Linked DNA regions of Cricetulus griseus: region 2 is linked to region 1. A link is a contact called in public Micro-C data. All regions are on one chromosome and are shown on one strand. The core of a region is the stretch at or near the end of the contact, and the rest is flanking DNA. Distances in the headings are between cores, read along the strand shown. Region 1 overlaps Atxn1 (ataxin-1). Region 2 holds the start of Atxn1 (ataxin-1).

Region 1 (6,862 bases), core at 1,581-4,080:
TTCCTCGGCTTCTAACTTCTTTTTGGCCCCAATATCATGGGTCTAAGTCTCAGTGGTTTGAGGCATTTCTTTGACTTAAGGCAATTCTGAAATATTGTTTTGTTTGGCTTTGGGCCCTTGGACAATTTTGATTGTAAAGGTTGACTGTAACTTGGTTTTGGCCAGGTTTCCAAATAGGCTTCTGGAATTCTCTATTTCTGAATTGAAGCTGCCCGTCAGACACCAGACAGCCCATAGATCATTTGTGATTATGGAAGTGGCCACAGGCCACTGGCAGGTCCCTTTCCCAGCATCTGCTTCATGAATGGTCTACTTTGGCAATCCTTTCTTTGTTCCTCATTTTCTCTTGGACTTTTCAGAAAGGAAGACAATAAAACCTTTTCTTTTAAGAAGTATTTTTAAGTCTTCTCATGACCAATAAAGGGAATGAATGATCCTATGAAATTCAGCATTATCCACAGCTTCAGGATCTTCACAAATATGAAACAAAGCCCCAGAAATTAGCTCCCCACGCCATTTTTTCAGTGATCATTTCATTATCCAAAGAAATATGGGGGGAATGTGAAACCTCAACTGTGTAGCTCATCCAAAATCCACAGAATAAAAGGCCATCCAGGACTGCGTTTCCCATGCTGGCTCTCAGGGGTGTCCCTGAACTTGCTGATTCCTGGTATGATCTTGTACTCTTTATGGTGCCAAAGAGAGAGAGAGAGAGAGAGAGAGAGAGTGGCATATTGAAGGTAACTTGTCTTGGTCTGTGAGAACTGATTGTTAAATTCACAACCTATTCACAGCTATTACCCAAAACTAAAGTATATAAATTTCTAACTGAATAAATCATATTACAGCTTATCAGTCCTGATTATTTTCACTCTATTTTGTAATTATGTATTTAATTGATATTAACTATAGTGGTATACATGCATATGTGTTCACAAGCGTGTAAACATACATACACACAGACACGCATACACACACAAATATTGTCCCATTGAGAGAAATCAATTCAGAGAAATCACTCAATGATTTTATATGTATATATACATATATAAGTATTTATATATAAATATATAATATATTTAATTAAATATACTATACATAAAAATAAAATATAAATATGTATTAATATTAAATATATAGGTATAAATATATATAACCATTGCTTGATTTCTATTTATATATATAAATATTCATATAAAATATATAAAACATCCCTGCTATCCCCAAGCCAATCACTAAACTTATCAGCACACTGGAGGCATCTATTCTAGATTTTTCTCTAGGGAAGAATTATAGATCTAGTCAAATTCCCATGACTATAGCTCAGGCACATATCACTAAGCCGTGTTGTACCAATCCTGGCTACTTAATTGATCAATTGCTGCTTCACCCTCTCCATTATCTGTTACGGAAATCAGTCTGACTCAGAAATGTGATGTGTGCTGGCAAGAACACTGACAAAAATACTATCTCTGAGGGAGAAAAAAATTACTTGGCCTTTGTGCAATCCTTCACCAGGTCTCCAGAATTTGATGGATTGCCTCATTCAGGTCTGGTGACTGCTGTTGAGTTTCATTATTCTTATTCAACAGATGAGGACTATAAGGGGAGATGCTGTGTCCAAGGCGACATGGCCAGAAAGCTGCCCAGCCAGGCTGAAACTGGAAGTCAAGCCTTGTGTTCTTTACCCTCCTCCAAAGATAGACTGCTTTATGCAATCTGTTTTTTAAAGTATTTATTTATTTAGTTGTTGTTCTAAAAGATCAATATCTAGGCTCATTTTTCTCCTTCATTTGGTCAGCAATGCAGCCAATTCTGATGTAGCCATATCTACACATACAGAGAGCAATCCAGCCACCTCTGCTCCTCCTTGGCCACAGGCAGAAATTATGTCCAGATTACTGCAACACTTTAAGTAATCAGACCGTAGTACTCCATCTCATTTCCTGTAGGTGTTCAGGCACATGGAGAAAGTGAGACCCAAAGTGTGTAAGTTTTTCTGATTCAAAGAGAAATATCCAAGCTATTGAACACAGGTTAGCAGTCACAGTGAAAAATGAAGACAGGTTTTTGACCCAAGTAGTAAAGCTAGGTGGCTGGCCCTCTGCATCTGTGCCCTCCACCTCTACACATCTCTACATTCAACCACACACTGATCACCCAGCAGACCTACCCTGAACCTGCAAAGAATTCCTTCTTGCCATTATTCCCTAACCAATAACAATGTGAGAAGCACTTATGTAGTATTATGCTGGAGATGGTTGGCTGTGTGGAGGCTGTCATTTGTTTAAAGGGTTATGGCCTCTACTGGTTTTGTTACTCATAGGGGGCCATAGATACAACTCTAGTGAATACTGAAGGACAAATGTAGGGATGTGTACATGCACATGTATGTGTGTGTGTGTGTATGTGTGTGTGCTACACATTCTCCACGAGGGAAAAAAACCCAAGTTTTACACACACACATATATATATAGGAATATGTATATATGCATTTATATGTATACACTTAAGCTTGGTTGTTGTTTTTTTAATATACATACTCTGGGGGGGACAAGCTATACACTCATGAAGGAACATGTTGTATACACACATAAACACACATATACATATATGTACATGCATATGTTTTATGTTATACACATATTCTCCACAAGGGGGGTAATAGGGTACATACATGTAGGAACATGTGTTTTATGTTTGTGACTAGGTTAGTTGTTCCTCCTCTGGGAGTCACACAGAAAAAAAAGAAAAGTAAAAACCACCTTTACCCTTGTAGTGGGACTATGATGCCTTTATGACTCGACTCCAGGAAGAATGCAAAGAATGCTTGGTCGGCCATGTGTTTTCCCAGTACAAACAGCGCCGCTATGACCTGCAGCACTTGGAGAGGTCTTTTCAATGTGATGCATTTTTGTTGGAAGGCGAGACAAAAGCCTGTTAGGACATTGGTTTTCTTTGGCTTGAGGAGAAGGTCCCACTGATTGAGCGATACCAGCCTTTGGCCTCTGTGGTGGTGGGGGGGGTGTCAACTGAGAGGACGAATGGAGTGCTAGTACACAAAATGGGCTTTGGTCCCCAGACCCTGGCCGGGGTTAAACCCATGAGACGTTTTTCTCAATATGCTAAGCAGAAATAACTGTAACCAGTGACAGAAAAGAAGCCCATTTGTCGCCCCTTTCAGGATTTTTGAGACTTGGTACGTGACTGACCTCAGAGCTGGGAAGTTTTTTGGAGACCCTGGAAGGAAAGTAAGCCATGGCCGTGAAGAGCTGCTGAGGAGTTCTTAGAGGTCACTAGTGGTCATCTAACATTCCCATCTTCAGATTAAAGGGTGGTATTTCTGCTTGACCTCAGAATTCTGGTGGCTGTGTGGTGACATTTAAAGTGCTGCTGGGTTACTTGGACAACGTGTTCTTGGGAAGAATGTTCCCTGATGCGCTATTAAAATTTTACATTAATAGGTCTTATTGCCAGTCTCTATGGGGACACCTTAAAAGTAATCAGGCTGTCAAATTAAAGGCAAAGCAAATACCGTCTCTGCATTCTAAAGACAGACTAAAGCTGGTGTGTATTGCATTTTTACTTACACACACACACACACACACGAGTTAGAGTTCCTGCCTCATGGTTTGGGAAGACATGAAGTTGAGTTGGTGGCGGGGGGGGGGGGGGGAGGGGGGCTGTAGGGGATGTTGTAGCCCCACCTGCTTAGGGGCTGGCTACAGGTGTGCCTGACCACGCACTGGTAATTTCCCACATTAGGGGGTCCCTTCAGTCCCTGTTCAACAGTGTGGTTCTCACCCTGGGGGAAGTTTTGTTCTCTAAGGGACATTTGGCCACACCTCAGTTTTGATTATCACGACTGCAAGTTGCCACACTGTTATCTAGCTGAAGGGTAAACAGGCCCCTTCCTCTCCATCTCTCTCTCTATCGTCAACAAAGAAGTATTGGTCCCAGGTTTCAACAGTGCTGCCATTGAAATTTCCTGCTCTAAAGGGAGGCAGAAATCACCTGATCCAGCTGAACATTCCAGTGACATGCTAACTGGAGGCGGGACTCCTTGATGGCAGACAGCCTCACAACGATCTCTGCGGCAACCTATGCGCCTGCCTCATAACTGTCCACTGGTCATTTTGCCAGGGATTTGGTGAGTGATGGCCAACTCTGGGCCTTATGCAGATGGGTGGACAAGAACTACATCTCTGAAGGATACCAAGAGGCCCCAAACAGGTTGAACAGTCTGTCTGTCTGTCCACCTGTCCTCTTTGGGTCTGTCAGTTTTCTTCCCGCTGTCTTCTCATTGTGCAGAGTTAGCACAAAGCATTTGCCTTCTCTTTCCCTCCTTTCCTCAGAACATTCTCCCCAAGCCAGGCTTTAGCCTGGCTCACTGAAGAAAGAAAGCATCTGCCCTTCAGGTGTGGTGGCTTCAGGCTACCTCCTCTATCTGCATTCACAAATCCTTTCTCTCCCGGCATAGATGGCCATACTTAGACCATACGGCCACTTGCTCTTGCTTTTTTAAAATGTCATTTCCAAGCCATTGCCTGGCCTCACAGATGTTCTGGGAAGGCATCCTTCCTCTCAGCTCTCCTCTCAACTGTGGAATTCCTCCGGGAATTCGGGCTACAAGATTGTTAGGGTCAGCGCTTGGAGCTGCACTTATGCATGCCTTTTGCCAAGACCCCAAGAAAGACTTGGAAAGGTGTCACTGGACTTCTCTGTTCCTCTTCCCAATGTGGCCACATTGAATAAATCTGCTTTTCACTATTGATTGTGCCTTTAATTGGCCTAATGAGTGTGGATGGCTGAGCCCAGCTTGTTAGGGCTGCCAGGGCCCAGGCTCTGACTCTGACCATTGTGGTAACACATGCAGATGGACATTTCACACAAGGGCTCCTGAGCCATTTAACCTTTCCTACAATCACTTTTCTTCTTTCTTTAGAGCAATCATCCATCAGTCCAACATTAGTGAAGTGACTCTTTTATACCTGATGCTGTGTTAAAGGTTTTAAAAAAAGAATATATTTCTTTGTTCTCAAAGAGCTTAGCATCTAGAAAAGTGGAAGTTTTTATTTTGGTGCTATAAATAGCTTCATGAAGAACCAGCATGCAGTCTCATAAGGCAGAGGAAGTTATAGGAAAGTCATGGGCTGGGATCCACCGTCCCTCCTCCCACCATGAGTAACTTCATTCTAGAAATCTGACTTTCAAACAAGACTCTAATGTTAAAAGATAGTTCTCTCATCCCAGGTGTCACTTAAAAAATGGTGTGGAATAGAGAACGTCATTTTGTGAATGGAAAGAAAGATGCTGTCTGAAGCTAAGCTGCTAAGCTCCTCCCTCTACTCTCTTCAGCAAAATCTCAGAAAGCCTACAACTTGGGTACCATAGGACATGAAAATAATGGTTAAGTAATCAAGAAATGCATCGGTTGCTTCGCAAGAAGCTTACTTCATCAACAGTGAACTTTTGTGTACGGGCGCTGATTCTTCTTTTATTAGCCATGTGCAACATGTCGTTCTTTGGAAAGCTAGTCTCTCTTCCTCCCAGCTGGAGAGGATGCTGGCTGAACTCTGTGAAGAGTTTAACACTTTACACACCAGCATTCATCTCTGGGATGTCACACTGGCATTTTCTAAAGGCCTTGGAAGAAGAAAGAGAATCCCCAGGAGCTTGGGGAGGGGTGCTCTCTATACACATTAGTGACCACCCCATTTCTTTCTTATCCAACCTTTGATGGAGCTTTAGGACCCTCAGACCATGTACATCAGTGGCATGGTTTTATGCCTTTTTTCTAAGACATTTGACAAAAATGAGAGACAACTAGTTTATAGTAATTTTCTGGTAAACAACATGCATGCATGCATGCACAGGCACGCGCGTGCGCTCATGCGAGCGTGCACACACACACACACACACACACACACACACACACAGAGTCCACAGGGCAGGAACAACAGAAGGACTAAGGCAGAGAGTGTATCAGACATCACTTACAGTGTCCTCCCATGGCTTCGAATCAGACATAGGCACATCAAGGCTTGGCTGAAACAATTAGGGCAGCCATCTCCCCTTGCAACTGAGAATCACAGCTCCTACTGACTATCTGCAGGGACCGGGAAGGTCTGATGTCCCAGCCCACTCATCCTGGGTTCAGAGTCTTTGCTGCACTGAGGCAGGACAGAAAGATGAGGGCAATTTTGAGGACACAGGAAAGAAAGGAAGCCCCAGAGTCTGGTGATGTTTCTCACCACCTGGGAGTTAAGAACCACAACACAATTGACATTTATTGTGAAGATTACCTACATGCTATACGATATTCTTTTTACATGGAAATACTCCTTCCATGCTTGTGACCTATGTTTATTTTTTAATCAGTCTGTATGCCTATCTTACTACACCACAGTAAATACCCTATGATACTATTTGTAAAAAAAAAAAAAAAAAGAAAAAGTAAATTTGAAAAGTTCCTCAAAACAAATTTTAGGGGCTAGGAATATAGTTCAGTGGGTAGAATTCTTGCCTATCATTTAATGTAAGAGACCTTCACTTGGATCCCTAGCATTGTAGAAACTGGGCATGACAGCATACAACTATAATTCCAGCAGATGGATAAGCTTAAGGTCATTCTTGTCCGCACATTGAGTTCAAGGCCAGCCTGGGTTCATGAGACTGTCTCGGAAAAGAGACAATACCATTCTGTGTGGTCATCATTAAGAGATTCAAGCCCGATGCTCTTCTGAGAAGCCTTGCACACACTAGGCTGAGGACTTCTCTTTCCCTCCTCACCTCTCTCCATCAGCACCATGTTGAACCTATGTTAAAAACTGCTTCTGAATCCACTATAGCTCTGCTTCCT
Region 2 (6,137 bases), core at 1,897-4,396, 330 kb after region 1:
AGTGAGCTCTGAAAGGTTTCTAGCAAGTATCAAATACTTGTTGATCTGCTAACAATAAACACCAGAAGGATTGTCAGGCTCCTTTCACTGTCTGGGGAGATACATTTACATATTGTACCCAGTAGGAACAGTGGGTTGGTTTCCTTTAAAGAAGCTAAGTAGCTAGAAGCCTCATTCAGTCTCCTGTTCAGATGACTGAAAGAAGATGCAATTGAAATGGCGAAGTCTTTCTCCTTTCTGGTTCGGGCAGCTCGAATATTGTGCATAAAACACTAGGAGTAGTTCAGGCAAACCCACCTGAATGGACCAAGAAACACTGTCTGTTGCCATGGCAGCCTGATCTAATTACATGAGTGATCAGGGCCGGAGTAAGTGTACAGAAAACTAACACCACTGACAGTATCTGTATGATGAGAGAGGCAGACAGGCAGGAGGCTTTTCAGCCTCCTATGGAAGGGAGCATTCAAGCCCATTTATTTGCAAAGCTGCTAAAATATTGACTGATGCATGGCCAGTTAGAGGACAATCAGAGGAGATTAAATGCCACAGCTAAACTGTTATGGTGCAATCCCTTCCCAAGAGTTCGTGCACATGTTTTTCTTTTGGTGGCTACCTCTAGCTTCCACTAGCATAAACTTCATTCAAAAATAAAATAAAAATAAACTCTCGGCTGTCAAACTGTCTTAGCTACCTACCCACCATCAAGAAACCAGAGGGTGGGCTTAACTTAGGGCTTCTAGGAACTGCAGGGCTTTTCAGAAAACCAAATAGAAATAGCTTGCAAACACTACTGAAAAGTAACCAGCTGTGCCTAAAAATAACCAGCATGTAACTACCTTGTTGTGTACGACCTATAGCAATGATGTTTAAATATTAAGGGGAGCTTGCATTATAAAACAGAAATGTCACTGAGATGAGACTAGATTGCCACAGGGAAACATATTGCACACACACAGTCCTCTGCATGCAAGGGTGAGAACTCTACTGTAAGGCACTACTTTTTATTCTGTAGGTGGTGTGGGGTCTTCTAATTTTACTAATTGTATCCTGTGGCTCTCTCTGAGAAGCTAAGAAATCTCTTCGGGGACAGAACCAGTTTGGAGGAGTTCCTACTGCACAACATACGGTAAACAAAATAAAAATAGCTTGCCTTTCTTGTTAGCCACATAGAGCATTATATAACCAGCTTCCGACTGGCTTTTTTTTTTTTTCGCCCTTACTACTCTTCAGCAATTTCCCAACCTTCCCAAGTATTTATATTACCCTCTTATCTGTAGGATTATGCAGAAAGAAAGCAAAACAAAACAGGACAGCCACGGGATCGAACTGAACTCCACCGTCTTAAAACCCTGATTTTTTTTTTTTTTTTCTGGCAGAGTCTAGATCACCATCCTACTTCCACCCCCCACCACTAAGGTCCTTGCTCAATCTCCCTAGAAAACCTGAATTGTTTCACCGCTTCCAGTCAGCTCTACGTGGTCTGAAATAAAATGAAAGCGCACAAGCCCCAGAGTTGAAGGAGGTGGCTAAGGAGAAGTCGAGGCGCTGCAGAGTCAGCCAAAGGACCACCGCGGGACCCCTCCCCATCTCGGAGGCTCTGGTCCCCACTCGGCGCGAGAACACACGCACACATACACACCTACACACTCACAGGCTCTCACTCCCTCCTCTCCGACCCCGCCTCACCTCTCGCTCCGCCCGTCCGGCCCCTTCCCTGCCCCCTGCGGGACCGGCCTGCGCGCTCCGTTGCAACCACGTAGGAGGCGCGGCGGCCGCGGCAGCCACGGCAGAGGCGGCGTCTCGGGCTCGGAGTGAACGAGCCGCGGGGCTCCGGGGCGCATCCCAATCCCCGCAGCGCCTCCTCCTCCGCCGCCTCCTCCTTCCCCTCCTCCCATCTTCATTCACCCTCCCTGCCGCCGCGCAGCCGAGCAGTCCCGGAGCAGGGCAGAGCCCCTCCTCGGCTGCTGCCTCGGGCGCCGGCTGGGACGCCGGGCCGGGCCGGGCTGGGAAGCTCGGGCTCCGGCTCCGGCAGCGGCGGCGGCGGCGGCGGCTGCTTTGGATCAGGAAGCGGCCGCACCAACAGGGCGGCGGTGGCGGCGGCTGCAGCCAGGGCCCGTCCCCGCCGCCACTCCCGCTGCGCTCCGATAGCCTGCGCGCCCCTGCCCCCTGCGCCGCCACCTCTCCTCTCCCCCAGGCCGTGCGCAAAGTCCCCGGTCCCCAGAGGCTGGCCTGGGCGGGGAGACCCCAGTCTTGGGGTCGCCTCGCACAAGCTAGGCGACCCCGGGCGGGGAAGCCCAGCCCTCCCTCGAGTCCCCGCGGCGCTCACCGCCCCCTCCCGGGAGGGAGAATTTGCAAAAGCGAAGAGGGCAGCGCGACCCTCAGCCGCTGCCGCCTCCCCCTGCGCCACCAGGAGGGAGGAGGACCAGGCTCTCGGCTCTCGCCGCCGCCGGGCCAGCAGCAGCCTGAGCGGGGCGCCGCCGCTCTCCCCACCCGCGCCCCTTGCCCGGGCGCGCCCCCTCTCCTGGGGGCGGCCCACCCCTGGCTGCTCCCCGGGCCCGCTGCTCCAGCGCCCAGAGTGGGGTCCCGAGCCGGGAGGCTGGAGCCCGGCAGGGGTATATGTACACACACTCACACACACGCGCGCGCGCACACGCACACACACACACACACACACTCACACACACACACACACGCACACACACCACGACGCGTCGGTTTCCTTCGCTCCTCTTCCAGCTGTTTTCCTTGTAGCCCATTGAGACTGGGGGAGGGGAGATTGTACGCTGGATGTTCTTTGGCCCCTCTCCGGAGAGAGAGGATTGGGGTGAGGGAGGGGGTGATTTTAATCTAAATCGAGGGGGGGGGAGAGGAGGAAGGGGGAGGGGGAGAGAAAGAATCAGAGGAGGAAAAAAAATAGCCACTTACTGTAAAGTGTAAATGGATCTGGGGTTGCGTGGGGAAGGGGGGACAGAGGGAGAGACACAGTGTCCTGCGGCTGCTGTAGCTCTAGCTGCGGCTCCACAGGGCTTGTTTTGGATCCCCCTGCAGTGAAACAGGTCCTGTACGGCTCCGCCACTGTAGTAGAAATGATGTCTGCGGTATACTCTGCTCTCTCCTCCTCCTCCTCCCCCCTCCCCTCCCTCCTCCCTCCGCCCGCCCTCCCTCCCTCGCGCTCTCTCTCGCGCTCGCTCGCTCGCTCCAGTATGTAAATGTGTAATAGAAGCCAAATATGGAGCAGTTGGCTGCCGCCGCCACAGCTCAAGGATCCGACTTCATGGGGGGGGGGGGGCACCCTCTGGCAGGCGGCCCGGCGAGCCGCACAGAGCACGGCGAGCGCACGGCGCGGCTGCCGGCCCGCGCCCTTAACCCTTCTGTGCACCCGGCCGGAGCAGCGGTCCCTCCCTCCAGGGGAGGCCCGGTGCCTCTCCCTAACTGCGGCTCCGGATCCCGGACATCGGCCCGTGGGGACTGTGCCTTCCAGGTTTGAGAAAGGGGAGGGGAAGTTGGGGCGATGAGGTCATTGGAGTGGTGACCCGTCGGAGCTCGCGCGCCTCCCCGTCTCCTTGCAACCTAGTTGGAGGGGACAGGGCGAGTGTAGGGTGCAACGCTCGCAGCCTGGAGGACTCACCGCAGCGGGTGTCAGGCTTCGGTTCCCACCTGGTAAAATAAGCAAGGATGCGGGGAAGTCGGCTGACTCTAATCCCGAAGTGACCTTGGTGCCCCCACCCCGCCACCCCGGTGTGTGTCTAAGAGGACTCACTGTATCCTCGCTGTTAACCCTCCAGCCGGTGAGCCCTGAGCAACCCGACTCTGGGCCCGCGCCTTGGCTTGCAACTCGGGAAAGTTCTCAGGCTTCCTCAGTTTGCACTGGCGCCCTCACCTTTCCTGCCCGGACAAGCTGGCAGCCTCCCGACCCTCCTATCTAATTCTGCAGGTCTAGAAATCTGCAGTAGGAATCAGACGTCTCAGTTCTAGCTCTGGGAGCCGACCTGCTCACTCCTTTCTCAGCTAACAGGGAATCACTCATTTCATCGGAAGTGAGGTAACCGGTGCCCCGACCATTCGATGGCGGTTCTCGGGAATCCACGGCAAAGGAACTTTCCCTGGTCCTGGTGGCTGAACGCAGACATAGAGTCCCCCCACCCACCCCCTCCGCTACAGCACTGCCAGGTGTGAGCTCGGTGGGAAGGAATCTTCCCCGGAGGAGTGTACCTTGCCAACAGGTGTGGCACCCGGAGAAAGAGCGGGCACAACCCTACAAGGGTCGCTCAGTGCCGAGTTCCCTTTGCTGCAGATAATTCTCGAAAACCAGTAGGTGTCAGGCCAGCATCTGACCTCTTTCAGGTGCTTAGAACTAAGAGTCTAGAAACCCGATCCCTCGGTCTTGTAGGAAGCCACTATTATTGACTGTAAGCGGGATTTGAGAGACCTTTTGGCTCCGTTTACTTATGACCTAACAGTTAGTCACTGTCTGAAGCAGCGTACAGAATCACCAGGAGAAATGCGTGAGCTTTTTAAACTACTGAATTGTGGAGCCAGCACTTCAGAAGAAAAAAAAAAAAAGCCCGGAGGGGGGGGTAGGATACATATCTATTTTCAGGTTTTGAAATACCGTGCACACATCCACGGCTACTTAAATAGAACTACGACTGTTCCTTCCCTCTCAGCCCCCTCCGTAACTTGTGTTGTTCACTTAAAGATCCATGTTTGTTAGACTTCATATGCTCAAGTGACATTGTTGGTCTCATTACAGCCTCTAGTGGACAGTTAACAGGACTTTCCTGTCAAGGCTCTGACTAGTTTTGTTTTCCCTCCTGAGCTTTATCCAGGTGAGGGTTAATAGTTCAGAGCTTAACTGAGTGGTGTCTGTCTTTGAAAAGGAGCAGAAGCTTGCCGGCTTCGCGTGGAAAAGGCGCATGCTTTGTGTTGCAGGTATTGTGACTGCTGGCCCGTGAATCAACAAAGCTTCTGCTCTTCACTTCAGTTGCAGACAGCTTTCATAAAAAAACCGAAATCCATCTAAAATATTTTTATAACAGAAAATATTGGTTGCCATGTTTTTGGCGTAACTGAGATGTTTTTATTCCAGCTCATAATCTGCAAACTGTCCAATCCACCTCCACTCTATTTTTAGACATCTTACATTTAGAGAATTTTCAAGGGAAAAAACTAATATTGTAATTATTACGTTGGTGCAAGCAGTTAATTTGCATTATTTTAACAACCTTAAACATATTAAAACACATAATTCATATTAGACTTAGTCAATTAATTTAAATGTTCCCCAAAGAAAGCTAAATATGTGCATTACCCACATAGTAAAAATAATTAATAAGAAATGTGCTGTCTACTTTCCTAGCCATTAAGATTAAAGCCATAAACTCTCTCTGTGTCTCTGCCCCCCCCTCTCTCTCTCTCACACACACACACAAACCTACAGCTTTTGCTTCCTGCAAGGTTCAACACAAACATAATACCCATGAAACAGTTTTATTACTTGAATGCTGAAGTATTTTGTTTCCAAATAACAGAATATCAAATGCACCATCAGAAGTACCAAGACAGGTTCTTTAAAAGCAAACGTTCTCATGCAAATGAAAACTCAATGGAAAAAGAGCAGTTTTCAAGGTGGCAGTTGGCAGTTTTATAGCATTATTCCCCTAAACCCAAATCTGATGATATATTTACACAAGACTCAGTCAAGCTTTGAAACAGAGTCAAATTAAGGAAGAAGGCCTGCTGAGTCTTACCCCTAATCTGTGTTATGAGTTACTTAATGTGAAAAGAAATTTTAGTACTTTCTATTTATTTCTCTAAAGATTTTGTGTGTGTGTGTGTGTGTGTGTGAGAGAGAGAGAGAGAGAGAGAGAGAGAGAGAGAGAGAGAGAGAGAGAGAGAGAGAGAGATGTTGTGAATCCTATCTGAGCACTTCTTTGAGGCAGGGTCTCTACCTGAACCTGAGGGTCATCTCTTCTAGACTAGACTAGAGGCCAACAAGCCTAGCCTTTGCCTTCTGTCTCTTCCTTCTCCAGGCTGAGGTAGCAGGCATGTGGGATGCCAGGCTTGTGTGATGAATGCTGGGATCCACACTCAGGCCCTTGCTATCCTGCTACAAATGCTCTCAAGTCTCAACCCTG

The links. Hi-C and Micro-C count contacts between places; a contact is called where the count stands out from the background.
Region 2: a contact with region 1 is called in a Micro-C map of the CHO-K1 cell line, with 4 times the contacts expected there. The contact joins the promoter of Atxn1 here to the enhancer-like site in region 1. A contact is called at or near these places in 3 of 8 Hi-C or Micro-C datasets (the CHO-K1 cell line and fibroblasts).

What each region holds. Positions count from the first base shown.
Region 1 is chr3:265,340,276-265,347,137 of CriGri-PICRH-1.0, forward strand. All of the region lies in intron 5 of Atxn1 (ataxin-1), which reads right to left. Among named protein-coding and RNA genes, the nearest start is that of Gmpr, 120 kb to the left of the region's middle. Within about 2 kb of position 2,831, at least 1 of the 6 cell types and tissues checked has open chromatin away from gene starts, as enhancers often do. A contact at or near this core is called in the CHO-K1 cell line, where this site is marked.
Region 2 is chr3:265,665,341-265,671,477 of CriGri-PICRH-1.0, forward strand. Atxn1 (ataxin-1) reads right to left here and starts at 3,147. Exons shown (of 7, transcript XM_027410018.2): 1 at 2,926-3,147.